Regions from separate parts of the Gossypium hirsutum genome. Here region 1 is linked to region 2. The links are chromatin contacts, called in public Hi-C maps. All regions are on one chromosome and are shown on one strand. Each heading gives the region's core, a stretch centred on a gene start, on an enhancer-like site or on the middle of the called end of the contact. The rest is flanking DNA. Distances are from core to core; before and after follow the strand shown.

Region 1 (5,604 bases), core at 1,314-3,813, 180 kb before region 2:
GTTTTAGCTCAAATTTGAGTAATAAAATTTAATTATAAAAATATATATTATTAATAGAATAATTTATTTATACTGGTGTAAAACTAAAAAAATACAAATGCAGTAGTGTGCCAGATTTGGCAGTGGCCTTGACTCTCCTTAAAATAGAAATTTTCACTTTTAGCCCATTTATAATTTAAACTCTTTTTTAAACTAATATACAGTAAAATTACATTTCAACCTTCAAAAATGATAAAATTTTAATTTAATCTTTTAAAAATTATAAAGATAAAAGTGATTAAAATGGTGAAATTACATTTTTTGCTATTGCATAAATATACAACTAAATTCCAGCACCTCTCAAAAAAAAATTGACTTCACTCCCATACGAAAAAGTATAAAACTACTTTAATTTTATATTAGTGTAAATTAATCGCTCTCCATTAATATTAATATATTTCATAATATTTTACATATATGGATAGTAAAATAGGCTTGAATGAGACTAAAATTAGATCACGATCCAACCCCACTAGAAGTAGATATACCCTTCATACCTTCTTTATATATTATTATATATCGAGTTTTTCTTATACATAGAAATAATCTTTCCCTTTATTATTGTGTGCAAATAGGAGGCACAGCACAAATCACAAAAGCTTCATACTCCAAAACGTAAAACATAATATTATGTATGTCCATACATACGTATCGCAATGTCGACTCCCAAACAGTCCAAGAATGGTCCCTCTGCACATAGAAAAAAGAATAAAACAATTTATGGAACACAAAGACAACAACATAAAAACAATACAGAATCTTTCTTAAATAAAAATTAAAAAGACTTATCCGCCTAACTACACTCTTGTCAGTCTAAGCCTTTTATTTGTTTTAACTAGAGCCATAGGTCAGAAAAATTATTTTTTAAAAGTTTATTCGGATCCTCTGATCAGTTTCTTTTCGTGTAATTGTAAATTAAAAGCAACAGGACATAAGACTTAATTATAATAATAAATATGTCACTATATATGAGGCATTTCCTAAATATTAAGAAACAGCAGAATTTTTTCCTTGTGTGACTATATTTGCATTTAAATAAGAGATTCGAAGATTGCAGATGATATTTATACTGCAATATACACTTTGAGTTCAGGGAGCTTTCAGAACTGCTGTTGTATTGTAATTTAGCACACTTTCTGACGGTGATGCCTTCCAAAATTGTCATCTAACCTCAAATAGAATATTATCCCTATATAGCCTTTCCTTTTATTTTTATTTACCATATTTCCACCAGGGCTTTCTGTATAATATTCATTGTACGCCATCGTGTGTGATTGATAAGATCAGTCAAAATGATTCTTGTTTCTTTTCGTCATCTTTGATATTCTTTTATAGGGATTTCTTTTTAATTTCATGTTGTATATTTAAAAAAAAGAAAAAAAAACTCCACAATTTATATCTAAATTTGAAATTACAGTATTTTATATTTTTAATCCCCTAAAAATATTTTAAAAAGCTTCACGGATGATTATATGTTATGTGGTCAAATAGAGTCCTAAGTTCATTGAACTATGTTTTGCCTAATTTAATTTGCTCCTAAAAAACCCAATAGGGCGTGAGAACTTTTGAAAGCATTACATAACCCAATCAACTTATTATTTCATATCAAGTTTATTTAATTAAAATGAAAATAAACTCTTATCAATCAAAAGTTAGGGAGGTTTAGAAATATTGGTAAAGATTAAAGCTTTAAATTCTTGAGTGCCTAAATTTAAATTTTATTATATATAATTGTAATGGAAAGATATCTAATTCTATCAAAATATTTTCGACGTATGTGAATTTTAGTCTAACAAATTAATTATAATCCAAATTCATTTTTTAGGTAATAAAAAAAATCATGAGAGACGGCTAACACCTTACTTTAATTAGTAGATATAAATTAATATAAAAGAAAAAAGAAAATATCATAAGAAAGGATACATGATTATATTCAAATATACATGAAAAATATTTAGTACAACATTGGTGTATTTTTTTCACTCCATAAATAAGGTTAAAGGGTAGATAAGTGTCTTAAAAATGTATATTATTTTCTAAAAAAAGATACACGTGTCAATTTTTTAAAAATACTTTTGAGATAAAAAAATATATACTATTAATTGACAAATGCTCACCAAATATTCATAACAAAAGTTATTGGAAAAAATATTATTACACTGTTAATGAAATTTTTAAACTTCACAAATAAGATTAAAATGATGATAAGTGTCCCATAAAATATGTTAAAGTATTAAATATATATATATATAAAGACATATAATAATTTTTTAATTTTATTTATGAAGTTAAAAAATATATATTGTTAATATATTAAATATTAATTCAAAATTATTACTATATCAAATATTAACTCAAAATTATTAATATATCAAAACTTAAATAAATAAGTTATACTTTAATTACGATTATGATGATGCACTAATAAAATACAAATAGCCAAATTCCACCGCTCAAGGGCTAAACCATGAGCTGTGATCCAGTGTGAGCTTGCAAGAAATGATGGTATTGGCTGGATATGGAGGAGATAGACATCAGCCCCATGGGCTGGGCTGGGTTGTTGTGCTTAGTGGTCAGCATTCAGATGATTGATAAATCCACGTGGATGAAAACTGCCAAGCCAATTACATTATTGTTTGGTTAAAATGTGTCTATGTATTGAAAGATTTAGGATTTAGTTTTTATATTTTTATTTTTAAGAATTTTATTTATTTATTTTTAAAATTTTAAAATTTAGATTTAATTATTAATATTGTTATTTTTTTTGGTCATTAAAATTTTAAAAAATATTTAATAATAATGTAACTAAAAAAATAATGTCATAACAAACCTAAAATTAAAAAATAATTTTAATAGTGTTAAAGTTGGACCTGAATTTTAAAATCTGAAAAAATAGAATGACTATATTTTAAGAAATAAAAGTATAGTGATTAAATTTTAAATTTACGAAGAATAAAAAAATTTAACGCATATTAACCTTACTGTTTTCCATGGTACGAAAGGGATCGACTTTTGGCCGGAAGTGGAAGAGGAAGCTGCCTGGATGCTAATTTAGTCATACTTTTGGTTAGGGCAGCTTAATTTCATATAATTCAAGCAATTCATGTCCAAACAAAATTTTAATTATTAAGTTCCCTTACATGGTTTTGGATAGAATTCCATCCAAATCATCCTACAATACAATAAAAAAGCAAATGAGTTCATACCACTACTAGAAGTGTTCTCAGATAAATGTATAAATAATCAATTGAGCAATGTCTTAATATAAGAAACCGGTTCCGAAGCTAGTAATAAACCAGCACACTTGTCCATATGCGTCAATGCTATCACCCTCACATTCAATTTACACATTAATATTTCTATAAACAGCATACTCGAGCACAGCTGATCCAAGATAGTAAAAAAAAGTACAATGCAATCAGATCAAATGCATTATACTGAAGAAATCTTAGGATTAAGTATAAACTAGATTCTGGCCAATATCACACGACATGCTTTTATTGTTGAAGCAAATTGTTAAGGCATGCATTAACGAACGCTATCCACCTATAAATGAAAAGGTATCATAGTCTAATATGATTAATGTCCTTGGAACAATTCTTATCTCATTTTAAGAGAAATCAATGCAAATATGACAAACTCCTAGTTATTAATGACCATAAAGTCTAAAACATCATGGACCCCAAAAGATAATCATTTAACAATTAATTTTCCTAATTATGAGGAGCGGGCAACAAGAATCCAGTCCTCCATATAAGCCTATAGAAGTCATATCACAAGACTCCAAAAGCTTGCAGGTCCTACTCTCTCTCTCTCTCTAGTTAGTGTGACAATACAAATTGATGTACCAATATCAGATGCACTAAACTCGGAAGATTTAATAGCAGTTCTCATAGATGGTGATACTTGCAAACTCAGTCAATGAGAAGAATTCACAGCTGTAGGGTAAGTAATGACAGAATAGAAGCATAAGTTTCTCTAAGATCAACTCCTTATCCAACATCTTCGATTTGTTGGTTTTTAGTCTAAGAAAGAAATCAAATGTGACTTGCTATTTTTATTATTGGTTTTCTAATACTCTTTTTACATTTAAAGTATACACTTTAAATAAGAATATTTACCAACTGCAATTTGATAAGTTGGCAAGTCTAGGCACATGAGATTACTTATTGATTGATTTCTATCTAATCAGCACCATTTATATTAACCTATCAAATTAAAGATAAATAAAATAATCTAATAGCTTTTCTAAACAAGTTAGCTTGTATCAAAAGCTTCGGGATAGTCCACAGCGTAATAGCTTGCATGTTGATTCACAAGACAACTTACGTCTTGTGTATTCGCGAGTCTTATGTATTCAAAAGACTACCTGCTATCAGGAAACTTATCTTCAAGCAATCTTATGTTGCTTACAACAACCATGATTCTGTCATAATATTGTTTGAACAGTTTCAGACTCCTTCATTTTCAAATTCTCAAAATCCCACCACAAGTTGATAATCTGTTGTTGTCTTGTCTTCTCTGTACCTTGAAACTCTTCTTTCAGCTAATCCTAAGCTTGCTTTGGGGTCTCACAAGCCATGATCCTAGTAAAAATAACATCAAAAACACCATTTTGAAGACATGACATCGCCTTGAATTTCTTAGCACTATCATCATTATGCTACCTGCTTTGTGCTATCGTTGGATTAGCTCGCAATGGTGGTGGCTCTACATCTACATTCACAACCTCTCATAAGTCATAAGTTTGTAAGTAGGTCTTTATCTTGACTACCCAAATATGATAGTTTTCACCATTAAAAATTGATGGCGAAAGAGGTGTAAAGCTAGTTGAAGATATTTTTTGCAAAAATAACAAGGAAATAGAGGTTGTTCTTTCTTTCTGTCTTAACAAATCAAAGGCCCTCAAAGATGACGGGCTCTAAATACCAATTGTTGGTTTTTAGCCTAAGAAAGAAAAGATATACATATCAAATTATCAATCAAATATGACCTGTTTTCATTACTAGTTTTTTAATACTGTTTTTACATTCAAAGTATACACTTTAAATAGGAAAATTTATCAACTACAACTTGACAAGTCTAAGTACACGGGATTACTTATTGGCTAATTTCTGTCTAGTTAGCACTATTTATATTAACCTATCAAATTAAAGATAAATAAAATAATCTAACAAATTCTCTAAACAAGTTGACAACTTGTTAACTTGTATCAAAAGCTTCGGGATAGTTCGCAGCCTCATAGCTTGCATGTTGATTTGCAAGACAACTCGGGTCTTGTGTATTCACTCGTCTATTCATATTTGGACAGTCTGCCAAATAGTTCGCCAAAGGTTGTCCACTCGACAGTTTGTCAACTGACAGTCCACCATTCTTCTCACGTTTAGCCTGTTCGCGAGATAACTCATGCCAATGTTGTCCGCAAAATGTGTGAGCTATTGTATGAATGACCATCTCACAACAAGATGACTACTCTCATAGCTTTTCATAAGGTATCATATTTGCCATTGTAAAAATCATCTATCGTCAAATAAAATACAATCCCTAAAAACATAGTTGACTTCC
Region 2 (5,725 bases), core at 2,539-5,038:
TATTGATAATTTAAGGTGGAAAGGTTACTGTGGAAAGAATGGGATCTTAACTGAAACACTCAAGGTACACTTCCGATCATCCTCTGTAGTCTGGATTTTAGTCTATGTGCTTGAAATTTCCGTGATTTTATTATTGTAACATTTGTTATTCATGTATTCCATTCCGCCACCCCATCCCTCAAGAAAAGAAGAGAACTCTTCCTCTAAAGAGATCAGGGGTCGGGTTTGTAACATTTATTATTCATGCTATACTCCATTCCCCCACTCCTCCCCTTAAGTAAAGAAGAAGAGAACACTTATTCTAAAGAGAGCAGGGATCGGGTTCTGCACTCATTGTGTGTGCATTTCTGTTCAATTTTGGAATGTCTAGATATTATTGTCATTTTATTATTGAATGAAGAAATTAAGCTTATATTATTTGAGTTTTTTCCTCTTATGTTTTGGCCTCTATTTCTCGCATGGGTGCTTGCAGTCACGTGTCAAGCAGGAAGGTATGAGAAGGGAATACCTCTGTAGCACCTTTCAGACAAAGAGGAAGGACAAAAACTTCAATTCTACTAGCAAAAGGGAATGTAGCATATGTTACTTTGATTTGCACCTCTCAGCAGTGCACTGTTCATGTTCTTCTCATAGATATTTGTGTTTAAATCATGCAAAGCGGCTTTGTTCTTGCACATGGACAGAGAAGATTTTCCTCTACAATTATGAAATCAGCGAATTAAATATGCTTGTTGAAGCAGTGGAAGGAACATTGAGTGCAGTGCATGCATGGGCTAGAGAGGACCTGAATTTGGGTCTTCGCCACTACACTCCCAAGGAAAAATCATTCAGAGAAGATGAAGGAAAAAATGAGCACAAGCTCCAAGATGCAGTAACGTTATATGGCAATGGTTTGAGTGCTGTTTCTTCCATCAAGGCAGAAATAAAGGCCCGTATACAGCAATTACAGTGCCTGCATGAACGAAAATCAAAAGAGGAAATGGTATCAACTCCCCTTCCAAGGCTGACTCAAGATGATACTTCCTTGTTACTTAGAGAGGTGATGCCAGAAGATTTATCATCAAGTTCCTCAGAATCGGATGACACAACAGACCTTGACCTTGATGGTGGAGGAAAAGGATGCCTCTTATCTACCTTAAGTTCAAGGCCTTCACCTAGTCAGCCTGCAAGTGAAAGAGAAGTGACATTATCTCAACGAAGGAGGCCTCCTAAAAGAGAAGTCACATTATCTGAGCTTCTAAAAGATAATTCCAGTAAGCATGGTACAGCGAAACATTTTAAATGTACTTCCGAAGGACTACCTATGAGCTATCCAGCTTCCAAGAAACGAAAAAAGAAGTAAATCTGAACGCTGACTCTACAACTAGTGTAGGCCTCGAAAACAATGGTTGAAGTATCTACATGGGTATATATAACAGCTATTCAAATGTACATCGTAGAGCAACATTAGTTCTAAGTCGACATAGGAAATGATATAGAGCCTTTTCACCTTTTCTGTTATTTGCTTGCTGCTCTAGAACTTTTACCTGTTATTGAATGAAAAAGAAGGGGAAACATGTACTATAAGTCAGATTTGCAGTGTCTTTAGGACATGGAAGTCGGATTATCGACATTGTTTTCTGAACGAGTTCAAATAATATACTAAAGATGGAAGAAAATTTTGGAAATCTGTACCCATCTTTTCTTTTCGAAGGTCTACTTAGTTTAAGCTCTTTTGCTATTTTTGCAAAATTTTCTCTTCCCTTTTCCCGTGGCAGTGTACATGTAATCTTCAACAGAAGCATCTTCTTACTGTGTAACAAGATTTAGAATGCTCTCTCAGACCCATATCAAACTTGGGTCAAGGCTTCATTGTCCAAACCCATAAAAGCCCATCGAGAAGGTAACCAAAACCATAGATTACAATGCAGCTTATGGCAAAATATGGGTGGATTCTGATAATCGAGCAGTAAGCAAGCGAGAAATTCCTCTTTGACGTCCAAAATAAATAAATCACATTGAATTAATAAAATGATAAATAATATTCCAATATCTTGTATACATAAGAAGCTATCATCAGGTTGAATTTAAATTCTACTCCAAACTTACAGAAGAATTATGTCAGGGTATCAACATTCAAAACCACACAAGACCGTATATTTCAAAGACCAGCTGAAACTAATCCATGCAATGTGACAATACCGATCAAGGTATTTTGACGATCAATTACAGGCAGAAATTGTACAGCAGATGGTGGTGATTCCATCTTTTGCATGGCTTCCACTGCCATTGCATCCGGACCAATGGTTCTTGGTTTCCTGATACAGTGATACAAACAAATGAGGGTTTTAAGTCACTTTGATTGAAAACATCAGAAAGAAACTCAAGAAGTTACTACAATAGTTATGGGCATTCGCCATTTGGTTTACCTGTTGCACATTTCACCCACGGTGAGCTTGAATATGGCTTCTCCGCTAGCCTTAAGCGTACGCCGCAAATCACCATCTGTAAATGTGCCAAGCAAGTGATATTCCTCATCTATAACCAGCAAGCACCCACATCCTTTCCTAGTAAGCTCCACCAGCTGCTCCATTATCAAATCTCCTTCCTTGCAAACTGGAAGCTCATCTTGCTTCTTCATTACATCTTTTACCTACATATGATAGCACCAATCCATCAGTCTACAAGTCCAATAAATCTGAAAACAAAATGAACTGAAATAGAAAAAAAATTCAGCTTCAAATCTCGATTTAATTGAAATGACATGAACCTGAAGGTAGTTCTCTTAAATCCATCAAACTTATGTCTACTGTTTCTTATATCGATCATTCAACAGCAAACATAAAGAATCTTAAACAATTATGGGCAGCCAACTTAAAAGAAAGAAAAAAAAACCCACTAATGATCCAGCATCTCATAAACAAAAGCAATTAAATTTTATGAAGACATTGATCAGAAAGCCAGCATTTAATCAAACAAACCTTAAAAATAAGGCTTTTCCCAATCCGACCAGCAGGATGATTGGCCGCGTATTGATCCGTAGTCAAGTTCCTAGCTCCCATAAGCGCGATTGCCACCGTATCTCCGAAAACCATCTGGATCGCTGTCGAAGTAACCGGCGCCAAATCAAACGGACACAATTCCCTCTCCAACGGAAGATGCACGTTCATATCGCAAGCGTTTGCCAAGGCATTGTTGGGGACGGAGGTGACCGAAATGATATAAACCCCCTTGGCTCTAGCACAGGGGATGAGACGTAGGAGTTCTTCAGTGGAGCCGGATTTCGAAAAGAGGACGAGGATGTCGGTGGCGGAGAGCGCGCCAATGTCGCCGTGGAGGGCGTCGAGAGGGGAGAGGAAAGCGGAGCGGATGCCGAGAGAAACTAAGGTCTGGGAGATCTTGTTGGCGACGAATCCGGATTTTCCGACACCAGAGAAGAAAATGGTGCCCTGAGAATTAAGGAGGGTTTCAGTGAAAGACAATGCTTGGGACAAATCGAGGTTCTGGAAGAAGTAATTGAGGTGGCCTTGTTGGGCTTTGAAGAGATTGAAAAGGGTAGTTTCGGAAACCCGCTCATGTTGGGGATTTTTGGACGGCGGCGGTGGGAGGTCTAGTGACGGAGGAAGCGATCCCATTGTTGTTTTGTTTCAGATCCGATCCGATGGTATTATTTGCAAAGAAATGAAGAAAAGAGAGTGGTGGAATGGTATTATTATTGGCCTATATTGGGCCCTTTTTTTTTGGGTTGATTTGGCCCTTCATTATTTTTGTCGGTAAAGAATAGATTGTCTACTTTTGGACGACTCCTCTCAATATGTGTCGGCAGGCACTGCTAAATTGGTTGATCTCTACATTCTTTAGGCAAATATATCTTTTATATAATTTTTACTTCTACATACATTTCGTTAAACTTTTAAATCAAAAAAAAAAATCACATTATAATGAATTAAAACCCAATTAATATATTTTTATTATAATTAAACTATTATTTCAAGAAAAACATATAAATGGTTGATATACAATATCAACAAAAATAGAGAAAGAAGGAAAGGCTGTTCTAATGAAGAAGTAAAGAAGAAAAAAATAGTAAAAACGGGATATCTAAAGTGTCATCTCTTAGAAAAGGATATCTAGAAATACATGTAGAAACTTTATCAAATTAAATTTTTGATCCAACTTCAAATCTAATTATTTTTATTATAATTGTATAACTTAAATAAATTATATAAATAATTATATAAAACAAGTTCTTATATTTTTTATTGTAATAAACCATTTTCGAAATTCATAAAAAAAATTTTACTAATGGCTTTTGTTATTCACGATGACACCATTAAATCTTGAGATAATTAGCTGATGTTGACTTCAGTTTTTGTCCCCATGACAGTATATGTGGTTGATTTTTGCCGATTTGACATTATATTTTCTTACATCTTATGTTCGTTAATAATTTAAATTTTATAAAAATTTCAATAAACTATTTAAAAAAAAGAATTAATACAAAATTTCAAAATTATAAAAAATTAAACATTCAAAATAAAAAAGAAAACCTAAAAATAGAATAAAAATCTTTAAACAAAAAATTAGATAATACTTTAAAAAAATAGAAAAGTTTTCAAATTTTAGAAAAAATTTCAAAGTACAAAAGTTATAATTTAAAAAAAAACTTCAAAATTCAATTAAAAATAAATAATTTCAAAATAAGTTATAAAAGTTTTCTAAGTATTAGTTTAAGAAAATCTAAAAACACCAATTATTTAATTCAATAATAGCCAGAATTTCTTATACCTACAAATTTATGCAAAAGCTGCCCCATGGTTGGAAAAACCACTTAAAAAGAACGATTTTAGTATTTGTGCGAGAAGAATTTGAGTTAGTCACTAAACAATAAAAAAAAATAATGTAATTACTTTTAGTACCAAAGTAATTTCTCTTAATAGAAATAGAAAATTATCGTAATTCTTAAAAAAATAGAATTTATTCTTAAATAATAATTTTTTACTATTTTTTTGCATAATAACAGAGTATCAAAAATTGATGTTAGGTCAACTTATGCCATCTATTTATAGGGAGAGGTACAAGAATCTTGGTTGAACAAGTTGTAAACTCAAAATTATATAGCATTTTTCTATATATTTTTACCACCTTTTAACTTAATAAATATATTAATCTTGAGGAATTGTTATTAAAATAAGTGAATTTTACTTAATTATTAATAGTTGACATGAATTCATAAAGTATGTGAAATTATGCTTAATTACATGATTTTTGTATATAATTTATATTATTTTCATGGTAAATATTAATATGTGAATTTTCACTACGCAGAAGGACCATGGAAGATGTGATTAACACAAATGATGTATGGATATGCACACATCGACTTCATTTCGACAATACCATGCAAAACTAGATCATAAATGTGTTAATTGACCTTGTAAAAGATTTGCTAAAAGATGAATGTATTTGATTAATTATTGGACAGAGAAACTGTCTAACAATGAGGAATTAAAACCCAATTTCGGCACAAGTAAATGGCTGCCCAAGAATAAGCTTTGGGATATTTTCTTGAAGGTCCCTATAGTTAGAAAAATGTCAGAAATCAGCGCACAAGTTTACCCTTTGAAACCATCCACCTTATGGCTATTAATAGCATTGTTTTGAATTCAAAAAAAAGCAACCAAGTCATCCCCTTTTCCACAATTGTGGCCGGCCATGTATGAGAGAAAAGAGAGGGATTTTGAAT

Evidence for each region. Hi-C and Micro-C count contacts between places; a contact is called where the count stands out from the background.
Region 1: a Hi-C map of leaf shows a contact between it and region 2, with 2.4 times the contacts expected there. The contact joins the enhancer-like site here to the promoter of LOC107954615 in region 2. A contact is called at or near these places in 5 of 34 Hi-C or Micro-C datasets (leaf and petal).

The regions. Positions count from the first base shown.
Region 1 is chrA07:39,756,715-39,762,318 of Gossypium_hirsutum_v2.1, reverse strand. No RefSeq gene overlaps it. Among protein-coding and RNA genes, the nearest start is that of LOC121231904, 5.6 kb to the right of the region's middle. Within about 2 kb of position 2,563, at least 2 of the 9 cell types and tissues checked have an H3K27ac peak or open chromatin away from gene starts, as enhancers often do. A contact at or near this core is called in leaf, where this site is marked.
Region 2 is chrA07:39,577,071-39,582,795 of Gossypium_hirsutum_v2.1, reverse strand. LOC107954615 (probable arabinose 5-phosphate isomerase) reads right to left here and starts at 3,788. Exons shown (of 3, transcript XM_016890228.2): 1 at 2,961-3,788; 2 at 2,409-2,632; 3 at 1,985-2,297. The coding sequence starts at 3,614. The coding sequence ends at 2,141. It overlaps LOC107954614 (putative lysine-specific demethylase JMJ16), which reads left to right. Exons shown (of 8, transcript XM_016890224.2): 7 at 1-64; 8 at 473-1,688. The coding sequence ends at 1,342.